7 separate regions of the Mus musculus genome follow, and all the other regions are linked to region 2. The links are chromatin contacts, called in public ChIA-PET, Hi-C, HiChIP or PLAC-seq and Micro-C maps. All regions are on one chromosome and are shown on one strand. The core of a region is the stretch at or near the end of the contact, and the rest is flanking DNA. Distances in the headings are between cores, read along the strand shown.

The links. Hi-C and Micro-C count contacts between places; a contact is called where the count stands out from the background. ChIA-PET counts read pairs in DNA pulled down with a chosen protein or histone mark. HiChIP or PLAC-seq counts read pairs in DNA pulled down with a chosen protein or histone mark.
Region 1: a Hi-C map of the N1E-115 cell line shows a contact between it and region 2, with 8 times the contacts expected there. The contact joins two enhancer-like sites. A contact is called at or near these places in 1 of 15 datasets of contacts at CTCF or cohesin (large pre-B cells), 4 of 484 Hi-C or Micro-C datasets (the MNK3 cell line, the N1E-115 cell line, adipose-derived mesenchymal stem cells and 1 more) and 12 of 115 datasets of contacts at active chromatin or transcription factors (the NIH/3T3 cell line, astrocytes, bone marrow-derived dendritic cells and 9 more).
Region 3: an H3K27ac HiChIP or PLAC-seq map of thymic regulatory T cells shows a contact between it and region 2, with 10 times the contacts expected there. The contact joins two enhancer-like sites. A contact is called at or near these places in 3 of 484 Hi-C or Micro-C datasets (the N1E-115 cell line, bone marrow-derived macrophages and cortical neurons) and 6 of 115 datasets of contacts at active chromatin or transcription factors (bone marrow-derived macrophages, differentiating embryonic stem cells, large pre-B cells and 3 more).
Region 4: a Hi-C map of uterus shows a contact between it and region 2, with 6 times the contacts expected there. The contact joins two enhancer-like sites. A contact is called at or near these places in 7 of 484 Hi-C or Micro-C datasets (granulosa cells, nephron progenitors and uterus) and 7 of 115 datasets of contacts at active chromatin or transcription factors (the NIH/3T3 cell line, bone marrow-derived macrophages, cardiomyocytes and 4 more).
Region 5: an RNA polymerase II ChIA-PET map of memory CD8 T cells shows a contact between it and region 2, with 84 read pairs. The contact joins two enhancer-like sites. A contact is called at or near these places in 5 of 115 datasets of contacts at active chromatin or transcription factors (bone marrow-derived macrophages, embryonic limb bud, large pre-B cells and 2 more).
Region 6: an RNA polymerase II ChIA-PET map of memory CD8 T cells shows a contact between it and region 2, with 10 times the contacts expected there. The contact joins two enhancer-like sites. A contact is called at or near these places in 1 of 15 datasets of contacts at CTCF or cohesin (large pre-B cells), 7 of 484 Hi-C or Micro-C datasets (B cells, CD4 T cells, bone marrow-derived macrophages and 3 more) and 12 of 115 datasets of contacts at active chromatin or transcription factors (Th17 cells, astrocytes, differentiating embryonic stem cells and 9 more).
Region 7: a contact with region 2 is called in a Micro-C map of brown adipocytes, with 2.9 times the contacts expected there. The contact joins two enhancer-like sites. A contact is called at or near these places in 1 of 15 datasets of contacts at CTCF or cohesin (the NIH/3T3 cell line), 2 of 484 Hi-C or Micro-C datasets (bone marrow-derived macrophages and brown adipocytes) and 3 of 115 datasets of contacts at active chromatin or transcription factors (bone marrow-derived macrophages, embryonic forebrain and large pre-B cells).

Annotation. Positions count from the first base shown.
Region 1 is chr10:96,467,820-96,470,725 of GRCm38.p6, reverse strand. No RefSeq gene overlaps it. Among named protein-coding and RNA genes, the nearest start is that of Gm33843, 130 kb to the left of the region's middle. Within about 2 kb of position 1,440, at least 5 of the 459 cell types and tissues checked have an H3K27ac peak or open chromatin away from gene starts, as enhancers often do. A contact at or near this core is called in the N1E-115 cell line, where this site is marked.
Region 2 is chr10:97,312,408-97,315,114 of GRCm38.p6, reverse strand. No RefSeq gene overlaps it. Among named protein-coding and RNA genes, the nearest start is that of Gm34044, 78 kb to the right of the region's middle. Within about 2 kb of position 1,309, at least 387 of the 459 cell types and tissues checked have an H3K27ac peak or open chromatin away from gene starts, as enhancers often do. A contact at or near this core is called in B cells, the N1E-115 cell line, the NIH/3T3 cell line and 12 more, where this site is marked.
Region 3 is chr10:96,568,136-96,571,287 of GRCm38.p6, reverse strand. The region is part of intron 3 of Gm33843 (a long non-coding RNA gene); the gene reads left to right. Among named protein-coding and RNA genes, the nearest start is that of Gm33843, 29 kb to the left of the region's middle. Within about 2 kb of position 1,642, at least 25 of the 459 cell types and tissues checked have an H3K27ac peak or open chromatin away from gene starts, as enhancers often do. A contact at or near this core is called in regulatory T cell precursor and thymic regulatory T cells, where this site is marked.
Region 4 is chr10:96,548,777-96,551,783 of GRCm38.p6, reverse strand. All of the region lies in intron 3 of Gm33843 (a long non-coding RNA gene), which reads left to right. Among named protein-coding and RNA genes, the nearest start is that of Gm33843, 48 kb to the left of the region's middle. Within about 2 kb of position 1,328, at least 30 of the 459 cell types and tissues checked have an H3K27ac peak or open chromatin away from gene starts, as enhancers often do. A contact at or near this core is called in the NIH/3T3 cell line, bone marrow-derived macrophages and uterus, where this site is marked.
Region 5 is chr10:96,522,064-96,524,807 of GRCm38.p6, reverse strand. Gm33843 (a long non-coding RNA gene) reads left to right here. Exons shown (of 4, transcript XR_380712.2): 4 at 137-384. Among named protein-coding and RNA genes, the nearest start is that of Gm33843, 75 kb to the left of the region's middle. Within about 2 kb of position 1,372, at least 23 of the 459 cell types and tissues checked have an H3K27ac peak or open chromatin away from gene starts, as enhancers often do. A contact at or near this core is called in memory CD8 T cells, where this site is marked.
Region 6 is chr10:96,397,359-96,400,181 of GRCm38.p6, reverse strand. No RefSeq gene overlaps it. Among named protein-coding and RNA genes, the nearest start is that of Gm33782, 90 kb to the right of the region's middle. Within about 2 kb of position 1,426, at least 102 of the 459 cell types and tissues checked have an H3K27ac peak or open chromatin away from gene starts, as enhancers often do. A contact at or near this core is called in B cells, Th17 cells, cerebellum and 7 more, where this site is marked.
Region 7 is chr10:96,500,826-96,503,525 of GRCm38.p6, reverse strand. No RefSeq gene overlaps it. Among named protein-coding and RNA genes, the nearest start is that of Gm33843, 97 kb to the left of the region's middle. Within about 2 kb of position 1,260, at least 40 of the 459 cell types and tissues checked have an H3K27ac peak or open chromatin away from gene starts, as enhancers often do. A contact at or near this core is called in bone marrow-derived macrophages and brown adipocytes, where this site is marked.

The DNA.
Region 1 (2,906 bases), core at 191-2,690, 840 kb after region 2:
CTGGAGGCCTCGCTCCTCTGTGATCTTTCCTCTTTGGGTGTCTGGGGATTCAGCTTTCTTTACACAAACATCTTTCAACCAAGGAGCACTTTGCATCTGTATCCATACAGCAAGCCTGTCATTTTCACACAACAATAGTAATGGAGCCACATGGCTGCTGCCCTCTGGCCCCCATCCAGTGCCATGCTGATACCTAACCTACCTAAAAGGCAAATTTGGTCACGTTATTTCCCCAGCTAACATATATCTCTTGCCACTTGGCTACAGCTCCACAGTACTTTTCAAGATCTAACTCGTCCCCAGCCTGGGCTTTATGCTGTTGAATTTGCTGCCCTCCCTGTCTGATGGAACCTGAACGTCTTCTGTGTATGTGTGCTCCCCCCATCTTGCACCTGCTCCTTCTTTTCTCTTTGGCTGAGATTTGAACTCCCTTCACAGACGTAGTACTACTATTGTAGTGTTGCCCTGAATAAACCCCAACATCATTTTAGAAGATCCAGAACTTCATTTGGAGGGTTTTTTTGTTTTTTGTTTTTTTCCTGTTCCTTTTCACACAGGGCTGTGATGGTCTAGCTTGGACCATCCTCAGTGGCAGGGACAGTGACTATACTCATTAAACGACTTCTTGATTCAATTTCTTGACTTTTGTCAGTATTTCTCCAAATATGCTCTAAAGAAAAATTGTATCACAGTCTGAGAAGATCAGTGGATAAGAGAGCCTCCTGTCCTTCTAGATCATAATTTACTTCCTATCACCTTTGCAGTCACCTGGAACTCCAAGTCCAGGGGGTCTGATGCCTCCCTCTGGACTTCATGGGCACCTACACGAACACACACACACACACACACACACATGCAAGCACGCATGCAATCGTGCATTCATGCTTGAAAATAAATCTTAGAAAAAAAATGTAACCAGAAACACTTGGTGGTGAACTGTGCAGATCTCCTGTTCTTATTTGAAACGGATGAGAATCACCTAAAAGCACTTTCAACTTTTCAGTGCCAGGCATTGTCTTTTAGTCTGTTTTGTTCAATTGCTAACTCTACAAAGCAAAAGTAAGTTTCAAACAAAAACAAACAAGAAGCCCCAGCTGCTTCCAATCCACAGGTCCAGTGCTACCTCTATGGAGGTTTGGGATCCAGGCTCATGTCATCTTTGCATATCCAGTCTTGTTCACCATCATTTCCATTCCAAGATTTTCTGTTTTATTTTGTGATTACCTTGAGTACCCATTTAGGCTGCAGAGAGTTAATTAAGAAATTGTGGCAGGCCCTAAAGACAAGACAGGGAACATTTCACATTCAAACCACAGCATAGCCCCAGGCCTGGGTGCAAGAGAAGTATTAAGTACAGCAAGCAAGCAAACAAACCGTTGTGTTTTGTGGATCAAAAGCACATGGCCCAGAGAAGCTCTGAGTGCTGTACCACAGGGCAGAAATGTAACCAACGCAAGGCCTGCTGTTTCCTTAAGAGGAGGCTAAGGCAGAACCGGCGGTGCTCGGCTATTTCTTTGCACAAATCCTTGGCGTGGGCTGTGAAATGTCAAATGTAGATTTGATTAAGCCCAACTCTAAAGCCCTAAGGCAAGTGTGTATCCACGGTTCTAATGTAATTATCGGAGCCACCTCTGTCTGCTACTAGGGCTGAGCTAGCACCCCATCATGGATACCAACGTCTACAAAATGAAGCCTGCAATTGATTGATTCATCACATCCCAAGTAGAAAGAGCCTAAAAAGCTCGACCAGGCTGGCTCCTCCTGAAAACTGAAGCATTAAATTAAGTAGCGGAACCAGCAGACCTGCCTTCTGATAGTCTGAAAAGGCGGAGCAAAGCATGGGCCCTAAAGAAAATGGTAGAGATCAAAGTTCTGTTGCCCTTTCGAGCAGCAAGGCTCTGGACATTTCCAATCCTTCCTTGAGATGATAACCCATACTTTGAATTCTTGGAGGCTGTGATCAATAATGAGTCTTCAGACTGAAGGATTCAGGAGATGAAAGGGGAAAAGTGGTGTTTCCTGGATCCATACACTGGGAGAGCAGGCATACAGGGAGCATGAGCGTAGATCAAATTAAACTAAATGCAGCAGCCTCACTGGGGCAGATGAGATTTCACCACTGCATTCTCAGAGGGAAGAAGAGGATGCACTGCCTACACCCAAGTTAGCCACTAGCCAAAGCTCTACTTTGTTTTGTGAAATTCACATCATATTATTTCTTCCTCCTCCTCCTCTTTTCTTCATCTTCTTCATCCTCCTCTCTTCCTCTTCCTCCTTCCTTCTTTCTTCCTGCTTTAAAATGTGTTCCTGTCCTCTTTTAAGGACTGATTGGAACCAAGATGACAAGAACCAAACCTCCAGAGAAAGATCGCTGTACTGTGAAATTCAAGCAGAGAGAAATGGCACAGCCATGTTCGACCTCACCCAGTAGTGGAATCTAAACACGCTCCACATGGTTCAGAGAGAGAACCAGAGAGAGGTCTGTCTGGTGAGATAAGTCACCAAAAATTTAAAATTTGCTTATCACCCTTCACAGAAATGAGCCATATTTTCAAGCTCCATGAGCTTCCTCCAATTTGACCAACAAAGTTAGAGTGTTGAGAACAGTTTCCGCGTGACTCTAGAACCAAAGTCTTATTTTGGGGGCTTTTGGAATTGTCTCTGTCCAGATATCCAGAGGTCAGAGTGGTCTTTGTTGGAGACTCTGTAGGAGGCTCACCATAGGAGAAAGATCATTTCCCAGCTGAGAGCCATCCAGGAGATAGGGGAGGGAAACAGATGGTTTTATGAGGGTTTGACTTCTACTTTAAGCCTCGATTCTGGAAATGGCAGTGGTATTGTGGTTCAGCCCTGGTAGCATCTGTCACAGGGATGCCAGGCTTAAATATCACAGTGCTCTTTCAAGC
Region 2 (2,707 bases), core at 60-2,559:
CAGTGAAATCTGCTAAGGCAAGGTACACACCTTCCCTACATCTTGACTGTTCTCCACAGTTCTGCTAGAACTTTTGTGTAAACTTTTCCTTATCCTTGGCTACTTTTGTTATGGAAGCCTCTCTCCTGAAGAACGCCTGCATCTTTGAATAGGATCCTAGCCATGTCTCCCAGGAGCCTTTGCGGGATTTCTGCACTTGCCTGACACCATGTTTAAATGACACTTTCGTGGTTTGCAACAAAAAATAACAGGCCTTTTTCAGGAGATGAACAAAGAACAACAAATAAAGTCATATCGCCAAGCTTGGATAAATAAATACTAGGCAAATCTACAATTTAAAAATCTCTTGTAAGAACCAGGGGAGATTCTTAACATCTTTCTTATTTAGGCCTCCACAACCCCCCCTTTCCTTTGCAGGAAATAGTTTCATTTTTCTGCCAATAAATTGCTTTGTGATATATATTTTGAGATCAACTTAGCTTTTTCTGCTTTTTGGCCTATTAAACGGAAGGCTCGGGGGTTGGGGGGTGAATCAAACTTTACAACCTGGTATTTTCACATCTGGCAACTTTTCGTTTCCTGGATATGTTAGATAATTTACAAACTATGTGTTTTGATGCCTTGTCACTTAAAGTGTATTTAGGGAGGTTAAAAAAAAAAAGTCCCCCACTGAACAATCGGTTGAATATGCTGCAAACCATGCTTTATCTAAATACCCCCACAAAAATACCCCACACTGAGTATTTATAATTTTAGATGCCACACATAAAGTGTATACATGTTGCAGTAATTATATACATATTGAATGCGGTAAGGGAGAAAGATGGATATTATTGTAACTCTCATTCAGTCACTGATGAAAATTTTGTCAACCCAAAATGAAAATCTACAAAAATCCCTTGTTAAAAGCACCTTCACACTCGTATTGAAACTGTGTGTGTGTGTGTGTGTGTGTGTGTGTGTGTGTGTGTGTGTTTAATACGTCCACACACTATGAAATGTTTTTGGATCAAGTCTGAATACAATATATTTTAGGCTTTCTCTTCCTAAAAGGGTAATACAGAGCTTGTGAAAACGCAGGTCCATTTCTGAGTTAGTTGTTTACGAAAAAGCACATGCTAATGTAACAGTGTATATGGAATTAAAGAGAAAATGTCAAACACGCCGTGACATCCAAAATACATTCAGCTGCTGCCTTTTACTATGGGGACTTTCATTCTGCCGCGGACTGCCTCCAAGACCCAGTGGTTTTGTGTGTTGGGTTAAAAATAGCCTGCCAAGCCTGACAACTAGATTCTGATTGGCCCGAAAGGGAGGCCGTTCAGCCAATGAGAGCGTCTGGGAACAAAAGCAATTCTTTTGTGTGTATGTGTGTGAGAGAGAGATGCTCAACCCACGTCAAAACAGCTTCGGGCTGTAGAAATGATTTGGGTAGAGATTTAACAAGGTAATAATGCATTTCAGCCCTCTGAAAGGTTTGAAGCGGAACAAAGCGGGGGGTGGGGTGAGGGGAGCCGGGAAATCTACAAAAGAAATGGAGCCAGAGCTCAGCTTCTACCGATGAATCATATGGGTGTTCGTGCTACAAGCAATACTCGTTTTCCTTCCCCCCACCTCCCTGAGACCTTTACTTACTTTTCAGGCATTTTCTCCTCCCAAACAGACAAAAGCCATCAAAGGCTTTTTACTAATGTGCAAGTTTGTTGTTGTGATTCGCTGGCAAGGAGAAAGGGACAAAACCCAACTACAAAACTCATTTCATTAAATGTCACAAAAAGAAAACAAAGACCCATGAGTTGTACGCCGTGAGTAGTGAAGATCCTGAAACTTTGAGCTTTAGATTGTGGGTATCAAACACAGCCCACACTCTCAAAGACAGTTCCGGGTCGCTCTCCAGATATGGAAAACAAAGAGGGACTTGATTAGAGACAGCTCTGGGTGCTCAAGGCCTTGCGAGCATCGGGCCGCCAGGGGTCGCTGTTGCACAGTCGACGAATCTCTTCCGCGGCGCTTTCCTGTGTGTCTTTAAGGAAAGAAATAGGATTTGATAGGTACTTCTAGCTTAGGACTAAAAAGGGGTTTGGGGGGGGGGGGTGAGGGGGCGCTGTCGCCGTTTGAAATCCTTAAGTACGGCTTATGATCAACACTATGGGACAAAGCAACCGAAAACACAATTTACTATACAGGGAATTTAGTGCCACGGAGGACAAATGTTGCTGCAATAACTTGGTATTGTGACTTAAGAGAGCTTTTCCTAAACCACGTCGCGATTTTAAATTAGATGAAAAGAGTGAGCACACAACGCTGTTACGGATACCTTATTGTCTCCAATATGTATATGCGAGTGACCTGTGTAATGTACCCAGCCAGACGTGTTTTGGCAAAACAATTCAGATAATACGTGGCTTACATATTAACCACAGAGGAAAGTGTCAGTTCAACACACTGTTTTCCTCTTGAGCGTAGATTTCACGGTACAGGACACATAAGCAAAACTTAAGAAACCTTTACTCCTGGTGTGGGTGTGGCATCTAAAATAACCCCGCTTCTGAGTAAAAGAGGAACAAACGTTTATAGTCTAATTGGGCATGATAAACTAACAATGCCCAAACATTTTCTGTTTGAGAAAAAGCATAACATATTTATTTGTGAAGTATTGTTCCAAAGTACATATTGGAGCCAGTAATGGACTTTTTTCCCCTGTTCA
Region 3 (3,152 bases), core at 393-2,892, 740 kb after region 2:
TCTGTGGGTAAAGGGCAGCAGTGAACTAGGAAAAGAAAACACGTTTTCAGATCTGAAAATCGACTCAGTTCAAAACACATTGCCCTGGCTGTCATGGTCCTTGAGTTCTGGTAAACTGGAGTGGGGGCCACTGACCCTGGTATCTATGTGTGGGGGTACATGTAGTACAACCGTGTGTTGGGGGATGTGTCACTGTGCAGCTGGGCATCTGGAGGGGAAAATTCATCCAGCTGTTGCTGAACAAGAGTAGGGCCTAATTCATGCATAATTCAGAGAGTTATGCATGTCCATGCATAATATCAGACATGCATGTCACAGAGGGAACAAATGGTCACTTTCAACCTCACTCTTTCTCTGGAGCACAGAGAGAAAGGCCACCTTTGTGCTTTTGTGTACCTTGTGTACCTTGACAGTGCGTCTGGAACTAGGTTTGCAGGTAGGGCCGTGAGAATGACCCTGGCTCCCCCTGGGAGCCCCTTTCTAACCAGTGTGGAAGGCAAACATGTGGACTCCTATGTGAACAAAGAATTGGTCAGATTTTTAACTCAATTCCATTGGAAGCACAAGCCTGATTAATTTCTCTTAGGATTTAATGCACAGCGAGGTTAGAAAAAAAAAATGTATCTTAAGCCTTTTCATCTCGTCTCTTTCTATTCAATCTTCCTCAGTCATCATGGCCAAAAGGAAATTAATTTCCTGCATTGGTAAGGGAGAATTTACCTTGCAAGCTAGACCTGACTTTTGCTTCCTGTCCTATCTTTTAAACTCCATTTCCCTCGAATCGTCCAAAGAAGAAAATCTGTAATGAGCAGGGTGTAAGCCAAGCTTCTTTTTAAGCTAAACCTCAACTGCCATGTTTTTTTTTTTTTTCAATGAATCACTGAGTTGTGTGGTGAGGGGATAAAGAAAACCAAAGCATTACACAGTAAACACCAGCCTATACCACCGAAATAAGGCGATGTGGTAACATACCCTTCCATCCAGCTCCTTTTCTAGAATAGTGTCTTCCCTTTGTTGTTTTTAGTCATAAAATGTCTGTGGCAGAGACGAGCCTCTTACATTGTAACTCAGATCTTTGTGGTGGTGATTGGTCCAGGACTGAATAATAAGTAGCATATTTATCCAAGACTACTTCCTGGGACTAAGAAGCCAGCCCTATTGTACTGCAACTGATAGAAAACTGAATCCTGATACTGCTGTTTTCTTCTCGTCCTATGATCTTGGTTTTGTTATTTTGCTTTCTTCTCCTTAAGATGGGGTCTCTTTTCTGTCCTGTAAAACCTCTCGGCATCTCTGTAGGAAGTTCTCTTCTCTCTGTTTAAATCCTGTTTAAATTGAGTCTCTATTACTTGCTAGGAAACGAATCTCAGGCAACACCTTCCCAAATCCCTCAAACCTGGTATCAGTTTGCTTTCCTCTTTGGATCAGCAGAACCCTGATTCCCTGAGGAGACATCAAGGGATGTAGAGGCCACGGTGGCTTCAATCTCCTTTCACTCACTGAGGTCTCGGGTGGATCACTTAGCCTCTCTGATATTACTGTTTCCTTTGCAGTGTTGCTTTGAGATCTAGACACCACAAGCGTGAATTAGTGAGCCCCATAGGCAGTCAACAGTGGCCTTTTAGACTCTAAAAATAGCTGTTGCAACAACACGAAAAGTGCTCCTCAGAGTGGGAAAGTGTGACAGAGACGGGGTTTCTGGGTCGTTTCGTTCATCTCTCTTCATCTCTCTTCTTTCATCTCTCAGTCTCTCTTCTTTACCCACCCACCTTTTCTTTCCAGTGCCCGGGGTCAAGCTCAGATACCCTCACATACTAGACAAGCAATCTTCTGATAAGCTGCACCTCCCCTTTTAATCTTTTCGTCCCCTTTCCCTTTCCGTTTATTTTTCCATTGGAGGTCCAAATATTCACCCATCTGATTACTAGGAAACAGCTACAGGGTTAGCAGAAAACTCTCTTTCAAAAGAATACCTGTGCATGCTTGCCACTTTCTGGTCATGGATCCTGTGTAGAGATCAGAGAACTTTTGGAGATCTGCTCTTTCCTTCCACCAAGAGTCATCCACTGAGCCATCCTGCCTGCCCCAGAGAACTTTTGAGTACAGTTTCTCGACAGAATAATTTTCTTCATCCTTTCAAAGCCACTCTATTGAGAGGTCCAGGACTTTCCCTATGACCCTGTCTCAGGTTGAGAGTCCCAGGGAGTGAGAGGCAAAGGTGTGCACGTGTTCAACAGAGGAGTGCTCATGGGAAGCCACACTAGTGAGCAATTGGCAAGACAGGACAAAAGACCAAGTGCTAGAGGTGTCAACCTGTATCCTACATAAACCTCTCCAAACTGGAATACCTACCAGGGCTGTTCTGAAAGAGGGCAAGGAGGTCTAGCCTTCCTGCCTCTGCCTCCAGGAGATCTTGCAACCAGGACTGAGCAGCTTCCTTCTGCCAAGGGAAAGTTCTATAAGGAGACTTTTTCTCCCATCATCATCATCCTCCTCCTCCTCCTCCTCCTCCTCCTCCTCCTCCTCCTCCTCCTCCTCCTCCTCCTCTTCTTCTTCTTCTTCTTCTTCTTCTTCTTCTTCTTCTTCTTCTTCTTCTTCTTCTTCTTCTTCTTCTTCTTCTTCTCTTTCTACTTTTTATTTTACTTTTTTTGTTTTTTGTTTGTTTGTTTGTTTGTTTGTTTGTTTTCTGAGACAGGGTTTCTCTGTATAGCCCTGGCTGTCCTGGAACTCACTTTGTAGACCAGGCTGGCCTTGAACTCAGAAATCTGCCTGCCTCTGCCTCCTGAGTGCTGGGATTAAAGGCAGGCACCATTTTGTGAACTTCTTTTAAATGGAAAGTAGATTCTTCTCTTATACAATGCACCCCACCCTCCACTTCTCCCAGCTCTCCCTTTCACCTCCATTTTCCCAGATCTGCTCCCCCTAATTTCTGCTGCAGAAAAGAGGGGGTCTCTTAGAGACAACAGTCAGACCGGATAAACCAAGATACAGTAAGACAAAGGGAAAGACAAGGTCACCCAATAGGAGGAAAAAAAAAGAGTCTCAAGAGCAGGCAAAAGAGTCAGAGATATACCCAGCCTCCACTGTTAGGAGTCCACTGAACAAGAACACCAAGCCAGCAACTATAACATATACACAAGGTCCTGCTGCAG
Region 4 (3,007 bases), core at 79-2,578, 760 kb after region 2:
TGACTATTTCAGCAATCTTTGGCCATGAATTTATAAGGACGTGCTAGAGTGTTGTTCAAGCCCAATTGTGTCTGTCTGTCTCCACTCTGTCTGGAACTATGGTTTTTCCAAGACATCTTTTATAGGTTTCTTTGGGATCCTTTCCTTATTTTTAATTTATTCCTCTATTTCAAATCCTAGATGTCTTATGTGTGTGCTGCATCTGCTGTTGTTGTATGTGGATAGGGGTGCTGTGTGTGGTGTATGAGCACATGTGTGTGCTTGTGTGTGGAGGTCAGAGGAAGACGTTCGATGTCTATCTCTATTGGCCTCCACCTTTGTTTTGAGATGAGGTCTCTTACTGAACCTTAAAGCTGTTTTGGCTGAGCTAGCTATCCAGAGAGCTTGTGAGATCTGCTAGTCTTAGTTCCCCACTACTAGAATTAAAGGCATGCAAGGCCAGGCCTAGTTTTTTCTTTTTCTTTTTAATAATTTTTTTTTTGTCTTATGTGCATTGGTGTTTTGCTTACACACATGTCTGTGCGAGTGAGCTTGTCAGAGCCCCTCGAACTGGAGTTACAGATAGTTTTGAGCTACTGTGTGGGTGCTGGGAATTAAGCCTAGGTCCTCTGGAAGAGCAGCCGGTGCTCCTAACCACTGAGCCATCTCTCCAGACATTCCCCACCCCCATCCCCCTTTTCAAACTTTGACCCTAGGAATTTGAACTCAGTTTCTCTTTCTTTCATGCCATGCACACTAGCCCACTGTGGCCCTATTTCCAGATTCCTGGATGGCTTTTCATGAAAGAAAAAACTTTGATCTGTGTTAGAAATTCATTTCAAGTGAGAACATCTCAATTTTAAAGTTCTAAGCAAGCCACTGGATCCTTAGGTTAGAAGTGCTTAAACAACCCCGTGAGGACTCCCAAAACAACCCAGCAGGTGCAGGTCCTTACCACCAAGCCTACGCGTTGCACTGGATCCCCAGAGTCCATAGAAATATGGAATGAGTGAATGAACTCTGACCTCTGCAATGGCTGTGTGTTTATCTACTTATACACATACTCTCTGGTTACCCTAAAAGCTCCAGGGTCCCCCAGGTTCCTTGGTTGATTAGTGTCTCCCTTCTTCCTGGCCCGTCTGATGCGATGGCCGACTTAAGGGAAGAATGGTGAACTGCTCTCAACCAACTGCAAGGACAAGGAACTGGCATGTCTTTCTCCCCTTGGAAGTGGCTCAGCCTTCATCATTGTGCTCCCCCTCAGTGCCTCTCCTCCCATGCCTGTGAGCATTGTTCCCTTCCTGCTGCTGGGGCTTCCTGGAGACTTGCTGTGTGAGGTTTAATGAGGGTCTGAGTCATTTCCCAGTCACGAGATTCAGCAGTACTAGGGAAGAGCCCAGGCTCACTAACTGATGAGAGTGTCTGCGAGCCTTTATAGATATCATCCAGAAGGTCTACACTGAACAGTTGTGTGGAAGCCAGAAGGCCCCAGACTTCTTGGTTTTGTGTATTGTGGGGACATTTATCACCCCACAGAACATGGTTGCAGCCTACAGTGGGCATCTTGGATAGCCAGGTAGCAGGAGAGACAACCTGAGTGTCAATGGCAAGAAGTCCAGAGCATCCGTTCTGCTTAAAAGGGAAATTGAAAACTTTTAGCAGAAATCTGATGGTCCAGTTGGCTATCATATGCCAAAGTGGGGTGCACTTCAGTGGTGAAGTAAAGAAACTTCAAAGAGATTTTGCACTGGAGGCAGACCCTTAGTCTGTCTGTCTCTGTCTCTGTCTCTGTCTCTGTCTCTGTCTCTGTCTCTCTCTGTCTCTCTCTCTAGTCTTCCTTTACTCTCCCCAGTTTCCCTCTCCCCTGCTGCTTGGGGTATTTCAGTGGGAACATTGAGAAAGACCATCCCAGGACAATGTTTTCCATGCACAAGGAGGTCATGACCCATGAGAGGCTTGTGAAAACAGATGTAGTAGGTCACAGACAACATTTAAAAAAAGACATTAGAACATCTGGGTTGCAGCAAAATTCATTATTTATTAGGGTTGGTGCTAAAAACGTGTTTCAAAGTTGACGCCCTATGGAGGAAACTGTGGTAACCTCTTTCCATACACAGAACAAGAGTAAAAAAAAAAATACTAAAATCAACTAACAGAAATAGTGTCTGTCAACTGATATTAGTCAACCTGATGACAAACAGAAGCCATGAGTAGCATCCTTAACAATTGGAGTATGTTATGTATACATATATGAAATTATCAAATAGGTAAAATTTTATTTTTTTAAAAAGAAAGACATAACTACCATTCCTCATTTTGTAATGTTATAATTTTTTTTTCTTATTGAAGTAGCTTCCAGGTTCTCCAGGTGAAGAATACAGTTTAGAATACGATTAATTCAGCATAGGGTAGCGTATATGTAAGTGTGTATGTGTGCATATGCATGTGTGTGTGCATACATGTGTGCATATGTATTCATGTGAGTACGTATGAAAGTGATTAAACTTGTTACGTATGGGAAGGAAAACATCTTGTTAGGAAATGCAATCTTTGGCCACAATTCTTTATTTCCATTCCTGCTGGTTATATGGTTACATTTGGTTACATTACAGTTTTCAAAGTCTAAAGTATGAAATTGCTTGGCTGGCGGATCTAGCTGCATGTTCCCCCTTGCAGATGTCCAGTGTATCTGACTGGTTTTCAGCCTGTGTATATAGCACCCCCCACCCAGAAGTCTGGCTTATGTTGGAATCATCTGTTTCTCTGACCTTTGCCTTTATTGATTTGTTTTCTTTCCTCCTATTTTTAATGTCGCTTTTGAGATTAAAGTCATTTTTCTTCTGCAACAGTGAACAGTGACTTTGTGCTGAGGAAATAGAAATTTTGATAAGGAAAAAAGGGATCCTGGCTCTGTTATGTGTTTTATGGTTTTGTTTTGCTTTGAATAAATCTTTTCAGAGATCAGTGATATATACAAGCCCTAGCTCTGTTACAAACAAAAGTTACTTAACTAGAACTAAAAGAGATT
Region 5 (2,744 bases), core at 123-2,622, 790 kb after region 2:
GTGTGTGTGTGTGTGTGTGTGTGTGTGTGTGTGTGTGTGTGTGTGTGTGTATGTTTGTGTGTGTGTACTGGATGTGATTAAATGCACCAACACTAATCTTTAACAAGAGAGGCTATTTTTAACTTCTGTCTCTCAGGGCAAACAGAACCCTACCCAGAGGTGAGACGTGTTCCTAGTCTGGGCGGTCGGTAATTCTCCTTCACTCCTGCAGCCCGGTTGCTAGAAGAAATGAGAGTCAGCATGGACAAAGCCAGCAGGGAACGAGGGGCACAACCAGTATCTGCAGCAAGTACCAAACCCGGAGCCCCATCCACAAAACTCAATTAGGAACAATTGGTTGTGCTGAGTGAGGTCAGCTCCAACCGGGGCCCATGAGCTGAGCTGGTTATTAGTGTTGTCAAGTTGCTCAGACAAGTGAATCAGACATCGTTCGTTAGCATTTATCTTTGAAGACGAGGTGGCTAAACAATAAACCGTTGAAGATTTGTTTAGGTGCTTCGTTTTTCTATTCCCCTCTACATGTTTATATGAATTATTTGGTCCTGTACCAGAGAGGATTGTGTGGTAGTCTAATGAGATTTGAGCGTCAGCTGACACAGTTCTTTGTCCCAGTGTCTGGCAGGGGGAGCTGCTTATTTACATGGTCGCTGCATGGTCCTTTTACATCTGTCATTTAGCTCAGCTCGAGTTCTCCGTTACCCAAATAAAAATGAATCACCTCGGGCATCCGTTTGGGATTGCTGCCTTTGAAGTATAGCGGTAAACCCGCTGCCTCAGCATCTGAGAGATCAGCTCACTCTATCACCTAGAATTCTAATCCTGCATTTGGAGGCTTAGAAGTCCAGAGATGGAGGAAATGGGAAGGAAAAGAAGGCTGATCAAAGAATTCACAGTGCTACAAAAGGAATTTACATGTCTCTCTTCCTTTTCTTCTCTCTGTCTAAACAGGTATGTCATTTATCAGGAAAGTTAGTGTTGTTTCCTTTTGTTTTGTTTTTAAGCTGCCTGTAAGGTAAACTTAGCACATCATTGCAATCTATCACCTTTTATAGAAGTAAGGGTACATTTTTTTTTTCAGTGGGAAGATATTGATGTCCATATTTTAAAACTCCTATAATGGGTGGTGGGTCACTTCAAAAGTAGAAGCTAAAATTTTTAATAATAAAACAGAAGGAAGAAGCCTGAGAATAAATTGCAGCATGAGAACACAAAGGGACTCAGGTCATTGTCGCAGCCTTAACCAGAAGCCAGACGATCTAAAAGAAAAATAGCGAACGCCACAGCGTCGACTGGAACACACCATGGGGCAGAACAAAACGGCCGTCTTATGAAAGGCATTTTTTCATTTTTAAGGAGGATGCGCCTGTGCGTTCGCGATGACAAAGCACAGACTGAGAATGGGTCGTTCACACTGACAGGTTGTTTCCTGTTGGGCTAACTGCTTGGGTTGGAGTTTCTGTCTCTCAAATAGTTTTAAAGGAAGAAACAGAAAAGCTAATCTTTCATAAAAGGAGAACTGAGTTTGGAATCACCATACCTGGGTTCTTCCTATGGCTCTTTCTCTCTGAACTAATTAATTAAATTTCCTAATTCCTGAACTAGAAGTAGAAGTAGGGTTCTAACTGCCTGCAAGAAAGTCTGTAGGGCATTTTCTTGATTAATGATTGATGTGAGGGGACCCAGCTCACTAGGGATGGTACCAACTCTAGGCAGGTAGTCCTGGGATGTATAAGAAAGCAGGTTGAACAAGCCAGTGAGCAGCATTTCTCCATGACTTCTGTGTCAGTTCCTGCCTCGAGGTGCCTGCCTTGAGTCCCTGTTTGGCTAGCCCTTCATGACGGACTGTAAGCTGTGAGCTGAAATAAACTCTTTCCTTTCCAAGTTGCTTTCAGTCGCAGTGTTGTCTTACAGCATAAAAACCCAAGAAAGTCTTGAAACATCTCAAAGGGAGCGGTTGAACTCCTGTTGTCAGTTTGGAAACGTGATCCCCCACATTCCCAGGGAGCAGATATAAGAGACTAGGGAAGGGAAATGAAGTCAGAGATAGGCTTCTCCAGCTGCCTGCGTTGGGAGGAACCAGAACTTGCTGCAGTGTCTTTTGCCGCTGCCCAGAGGGTGCTTTGCAAGGTTCTCTGCCCCAGAGGGTGCCTTACAGAGCAATCTGCCCCAGAGGGTCTCTTTCAGAGCGCTCTGCCCTAGAGGGTGCCTTTTAGAGCCATCTGCTCTCTGGATAAAGCACACTCAGTGGTTTCCATTCCAAATCTCATGGGCATCAACTCCAAAGCGTGTTTAAATTGTGCAGGTAAATACCAGACATTTCCACTAATGTCCTAAACTGAGTGTCAGGGACGAGGTGAAGAACTGCCACCTTCCACCTGCTCCAGCCTCTCAAAACTACATGGAACTGGCTATTGTAGGACCGCCTACGGTTCAGTTCAATCCCCAGAGCCCATGTTAGAAACGCTGAGTGTGGTGGCTCCAGGTTATCCTACCGCCAAGGAGGCAGAGGTAGCAAATTCTCTCCACTCCTGGGGGGCGGGGGAAGCTTCTCTGGCCAACCAACCTCATCTACTCTGAGTTCCAGAGTGGGTGACCCTGTTTCCAAAAACTAATGGCTGCCGGGTGCGCGCGCGCGCGCACACACACACACACACACACACACACACACACACACACACACACACACACACACACACACATACAGAGCTATTACCACTGTGCTTAGACAAGAAGTAGAGCTGAAA
Region 6 (2,823 bases), core at 177-2,676, 920 kb after region 2:
ACCTCTGTTGGTGTATCAGTTAACCCAACAGGAAGGCAGAAGAAAGGAAGGGTAGGCACGGAGGCCATTTGTTCTGTTCAACTACCGCAGCTCTTCAGACAAGAGGAAGATGGCTAGTGCTTAAGATTTCTGTCCATCTGTTCCTTGGAAATGTTGTCATATATAAATGAAAGGACCACTCGGGTCTTCCCCTGCCTGTGACATTGGCACCAGGACACGCCCTCTGCACAATGGCTCTTGTTGAAGGCAGAGCCCCCAGGAAACCTGTCACCCCAAACAACTGTCACATTCTGTTGCGATCAGTCATAGAAAGAATGGCAGTGCCCTCCCCACCAGCACTGGGGATGGGTTGATGGTCACAAGACTGAAAAGACCTTGCCTTGTCTGCCAACAACAGGGGTCTGTGCAGCTGCCCGGCCCAGGCAGCTGGGGCTGCTGGAGGGTCTTCCCGCCCACTTCCTGTGTCTGGCTTTGATTTCTTGAAGGGCAGATGGTCTTACTCCAGTATCCTCCCGGTTAAGCCAGACAAAAACAAGTCCAAAGCTGCCCTTGCCTGTCTGTCGCTCCTCCGGCTTTGTGTCACCCTATTCTGAGGTATCTGCATCCAGGTCTTTCTGTTTTAGAAAGCTCTGGTAGGGAAGCAAAGACCAGGAGGCAAAATGTGTAGATAATAAAAGAGAACTCCAAATAATTTTTGCTTGGAAATAACATATTGGAAGGCAGGTCTTCTTTTGTTGCTATTTGTTCTTTTGAGGTAGGCTCTCCTGTGGCTCAGGCTAGCCTCAAACGTGCTCTGTAGCTAAGGATAACCTTGAATTTACAACCCTCCCATCTCCACCTCCTGCTTGTTGGGGATTACTGATCGGTGTCTCCATGCCCAGTGTATGAAACGCTAGGGATCCAGACTCACCTGAGTCTGGCCTGCGGGACTGGGGTGGGGCCTGAGCATTGGGAGTTTGAGGAGCTGCCCCAGTTACTCTAATCTGCAGCAGAGCTAGAGAATCTGATCCCAGCTAAGGGTTTTCAAAGTTGACTGAGCATCAAAAGCCATGAGGGGGAGACTAGGAAAGCTGAGAGCACTCAGTGCCCTTCCCACCTTGAAATTGAGTTGTGCTGGAGCCTGGGTATATGCAGTTTCCTCCCTCCCTCCCATCGTCCCTCTCTTGTTTCCCCCCTATTCTTCCCTCCCTCTTTCTCTTCCCTTCCAAGGATTTCATTGGTGTCTTTTATCGCTAATACGTTGTCTTGTTTTTCCTGGTAAATTTTTTTCATAGTTAACAACCACATCTGTTGGTGGCACGTAACATGATGGCTTGCTGTACGCACAGGTTGTGGAATGGCTCCATTGAGCTCCTTCACATGTGTGCTGTCTCAAGCTTGCCTTTCTCCTTTCTCACCAGCACCCGCCCACACCTTCAGTCCCTCCCTAAGCTGCGGTCCTAAGTCACATGCTGAACTGTCTGACTTCAGACTTCACCAGCCCCATTCCCTCAAGCTTGGTGCAATGCACGGCTGTTAACTAATTTGCATGTCTCTTTTTCACAGTAAAATCTAACTAGCTCCTTTAGAAAGAAAAAAAAAAACCAAAACCAACCAACAACAACAACAATACCATCTTTCTCTGGTTTTTCTGCATTATATGGCAGATGTTCAATTACTGGTTGTGCATTGAGTAAATCAGGGTTGGTTTTGACAGTGAAAGACAAGCACGCAGGAAAGGTCCAGCCATCTATGGCATCTGATCTAATAACAGCCCCGCATTTCAGAGCATTCGTCTAGAGGAGGAGTTTCTGTGTCTTGGGATGTGGTGGGAGGGCTGGCATGGCAAAGCACTCGTCAGAACACCAGAATAAAAAAGGCTTTATGCATAAGCAGATTGTATGACATTACATCAACAACTCTCCTTTTAAAACTGGCATTTAATGAGTATCTCTATCAATAAAGGCCTTTTAAGAGCTCTCCATAAAATGTTGTGAAAAACGAGAACGTTTAAAATCCAGGCCAACAATGAGCCCCATTCACACGGCTTCCTCACACGCTTTCTCCAGTGTCCTGGGCTCAAACAGCCTCACTTATTCTCCGCCGGCGAAGTTGGCACATGCTAACCATATTGATTGTCTGATTACAAATAGAGCCCGTGGCAATGAGGGCTTACAAGAGGAACCCATTTGTCCCTCTGGGTTATACATGGATGTCAGACTTAATACACGTTCAACCACAGAGCAATGGAACCAGGTAGGAAAGTGTGATTCCCAGGGAAATTAGACTCCTGGGGTGAACAATAACTTCGTTGTTTCACGGGAACCTTTCGGAGCCATTCCAAAGAGATGTTTAAACAAGGGTTTACTAATCCTTACTAATTTCTAAAGTAGCTACTCTCCAGGAAGAACGGGCTGTCTCTTGTTCTTCATTGATCGATAGAACATTTAACAGCAACAATGTGAGGTTATACAGCCAGAGCTCTTTTGGAGTCTAAAACCCAGAACTGGCAATGAGATATTTTGGCAGAGGGATAGAATTTGCATGGGAGTAGGGAGTCAGTTGCTTTTATTTCTGTGGCCTTCTGCTCAGATGACCACTGAAAGGCAGGTTTGTCCCTGTGATGCAGAAACCAGTCCCTGGAACGGTACCCTGGTGCTATCATTAACGATATCAGGGAAAACCTGATATGAGAGCTCCTTTGAGTTTCTGGTCAAAATGGTTTCACTGTAGCTCCGTGCCTCTCCACGCCTCTGTTTCCTACCATTGGGTTGGATTTTCCGATTTGAAAAATGTCAAGATACTTGGATGTTGACTTTTTAAATCTAGTCTATCACTGTGGAA
Region 7 (2,700 bases), core at 11-2,510, 810 kb after region 2:
AGCAAGTTGTTTGACTAGGAAGGGAAGTGACTCAAAGGTCTAATCCCTAACTGATTGTCCAAGAGAGTCCCTGGGCCCTATCTGTGAGGAACTTGGGGAGACTGAGCACTTACTGGTTATTAATGTTTTTTGAAGTTATAATGCAACCAGTGTAACTATTCAAGAATGTGTTTTTTCTCTCAGTAAACAACATTACAGGGCCTTCTCAGTTACAAGTGGATTCAGAAATCTCTGCAGACCTGACTGTTAGAAGAATTTTCTGGGTACCAAGGAGCTACTGCCTCTGTGGCTTCTTTCCAACCCCTACCAAAGTGTAAATTATCCCCCAAGACACAAGGCTAACGCTGTCTTGCCCTTGGGAGTGCCTTACCCTAGAGAAGTGTCACTTGGGAGACATCAAATTCCCTGACCTTGCCCACACATGACAGCTTGTGAGAACTCCTGAGGAACTAGAGATTAGGAAAGGAAACATCATCAAACAGCTCTCCAGTCTGCCTCTGCCACCTCCTGTGCCTTCAGCCACTGAGCAGATGGAGCCGTGGCATTTGTTAGGAGCCTGGGATGCATTCAGGAGCATGTCCTCATTCTCACAATGGGCTCAATCCCCAGGATCTGAGCATCGATAGCCTTCAATATCCCTCTAACCTCCTTTTGCTGTGCAATGCATCTATGCTCACCCGCTGATTTCACACTGTATCTCTTTCATCCCCTGTCTCACGATGGACTCCTGCCGTGCTAGAAGCACCTGTCTGTGTCCTTCCTAACAAGTTGTACACACGGTCAGAGCATGGAAAATGACAGTCTCCTAGGGGTGATCCCTCCCCGGGGTTCCTCTTTCCCAAATGATCCAAGAGGTCACTGGGAGTCTTCCTCACACAGCCCTTCTGTAGGGAGCTGACGGCTTCTACCCACCTAGCTGGGAATTCCTGTGGCTTTGCCAAACTCTGAACTGGACAAGGGAGGAGGTGACAACTGTCACAGTCATGACTAGTGAGAAATGCAAAGAGTAATATGAGACAGATCAACTGAAGTGTGCCCCCAGTGAACCATGCCTCTTCACTGTTCATTCTTCAAGTCCATATTCAGACTCCTTCTGCCTTGGAGCAACAGCAATCCTCTGGGGTCTGGAAGGATAGGAGGATCCATTTCTGGCTAGGAGTTTCAGGTTCTACCACTACAGGCCTGCTGTGACAGATTTCTCTTGGCCTGACAAAAGACACAAGTCGACTTACCCCAGAAAGGGAACTTGCAACAGACCAGAGTAACGATTGCAGCATTGTGCAATTTGGTAAATCAGTGAAATTTTTTTCTGGGGATACTCATAAGGATAACTCAAATGTGGCTGAATCACCAGAAAAGTTGACCCCAACATAGAAGACACCTCCCCCAAATTGAAAGCCTGGAGCTTCCTACACAATTGGGAGGCAGCTTCACTCAGTCAGTCTCTCCCTCTCCCCTGTCTCTCTCCATCTCTCTCTGTCTTTGTCTCTCTTTCTCTATGTTTCTGTCTCTCTTTCTCTCTGTCTCTCTGTCTCTGTCTCTGAACTTTGGCAGCACAAAGTCTTCAGTCTTCACCCTAGCAATTCTTTACTCCTTTTTATACTGCTGAATAGGTGCCCTCAAGGATCTTTCAAGTTTTTGTTCTCCTGGACATGTGACCTTTGGTTTACTTCCTGAGTCTTCAAAATGCCTTCTTCCTTGCTGGGGGAAATGTATCAATTGGAAGGGAACACTACAATTTGGAAGAAAATACCATACTCCAAGATCATAACTTCAGGAGAAATATAACACCCCAGTTTAGACTTGTCACTGTAAACTGCTTTGTGTTCTCTTCAGGAGGTGACATTGACATGGGCAATAGAGTGACTTTGTCCTAGAGAGGCAAGAAGATGACATAGGCTAAGATATGCGTGTCTGGGAACAAAGGAGCAACTCCTAAGAGTGTGATGGTTAACATTTGTCAACCTTTGACAGAATCCACGATCATCTAGTGGACAAATGATTGAGTAAGTTGAGCATTGATCTGTCCCCATTTCCTGATAGTAGATGCAAAGTGACCAGGTGCCTGCCTCCATGACTTTGCTGCAATGATGCTCCATGCCTTAAAACTGTGAACCTGCATAGAACCTTCCATTAAGATGTTGTTGTCAGGTAGTTTTTCATAGCAACAAAAAAAGAAACTAACACAGTTTCAGCTACCAGGTTGAGGAGATGCTCATAGTTAGATATTCAAGCTTACAGGGACAGTGAGAGTCCCAGGAAGGATTAATTGGGAATTTAACAATTCTGGAGCTTTGGAAAACAAGTCTGTTCTAAAGATATAAACTTGGGGCATAGGAAAGAGAAGGAAACCAGAATGACATTAAGGGTGGGATGTCCCAGGAACCAAATTGGAGAAAGGTGAGATGTGTGGGTAGTGGTGACATGAAGGCCAAACTAGGAGGGATTGGGAAATTTTCAATGAATAGGTGTGATCCAAGTCATGTAGTCCAAGAGTTGGTGGCCATTGAAATGCTAGTGCCCATTGAAGAGGGCCAATACAAGGCCTTGAAATTTTACTGGGTACTCTTGCTTCTCAGCTTCTTCACTGGGAAGCAATGGGGTTGTGTGGATGTCTTCTCTTCAATGAAGTCAGAAAAAGATAATAGAAAGCAATAAAGACAAAGTGCATTCTATGTGTGAAGGTAAGAGTAGATAGAT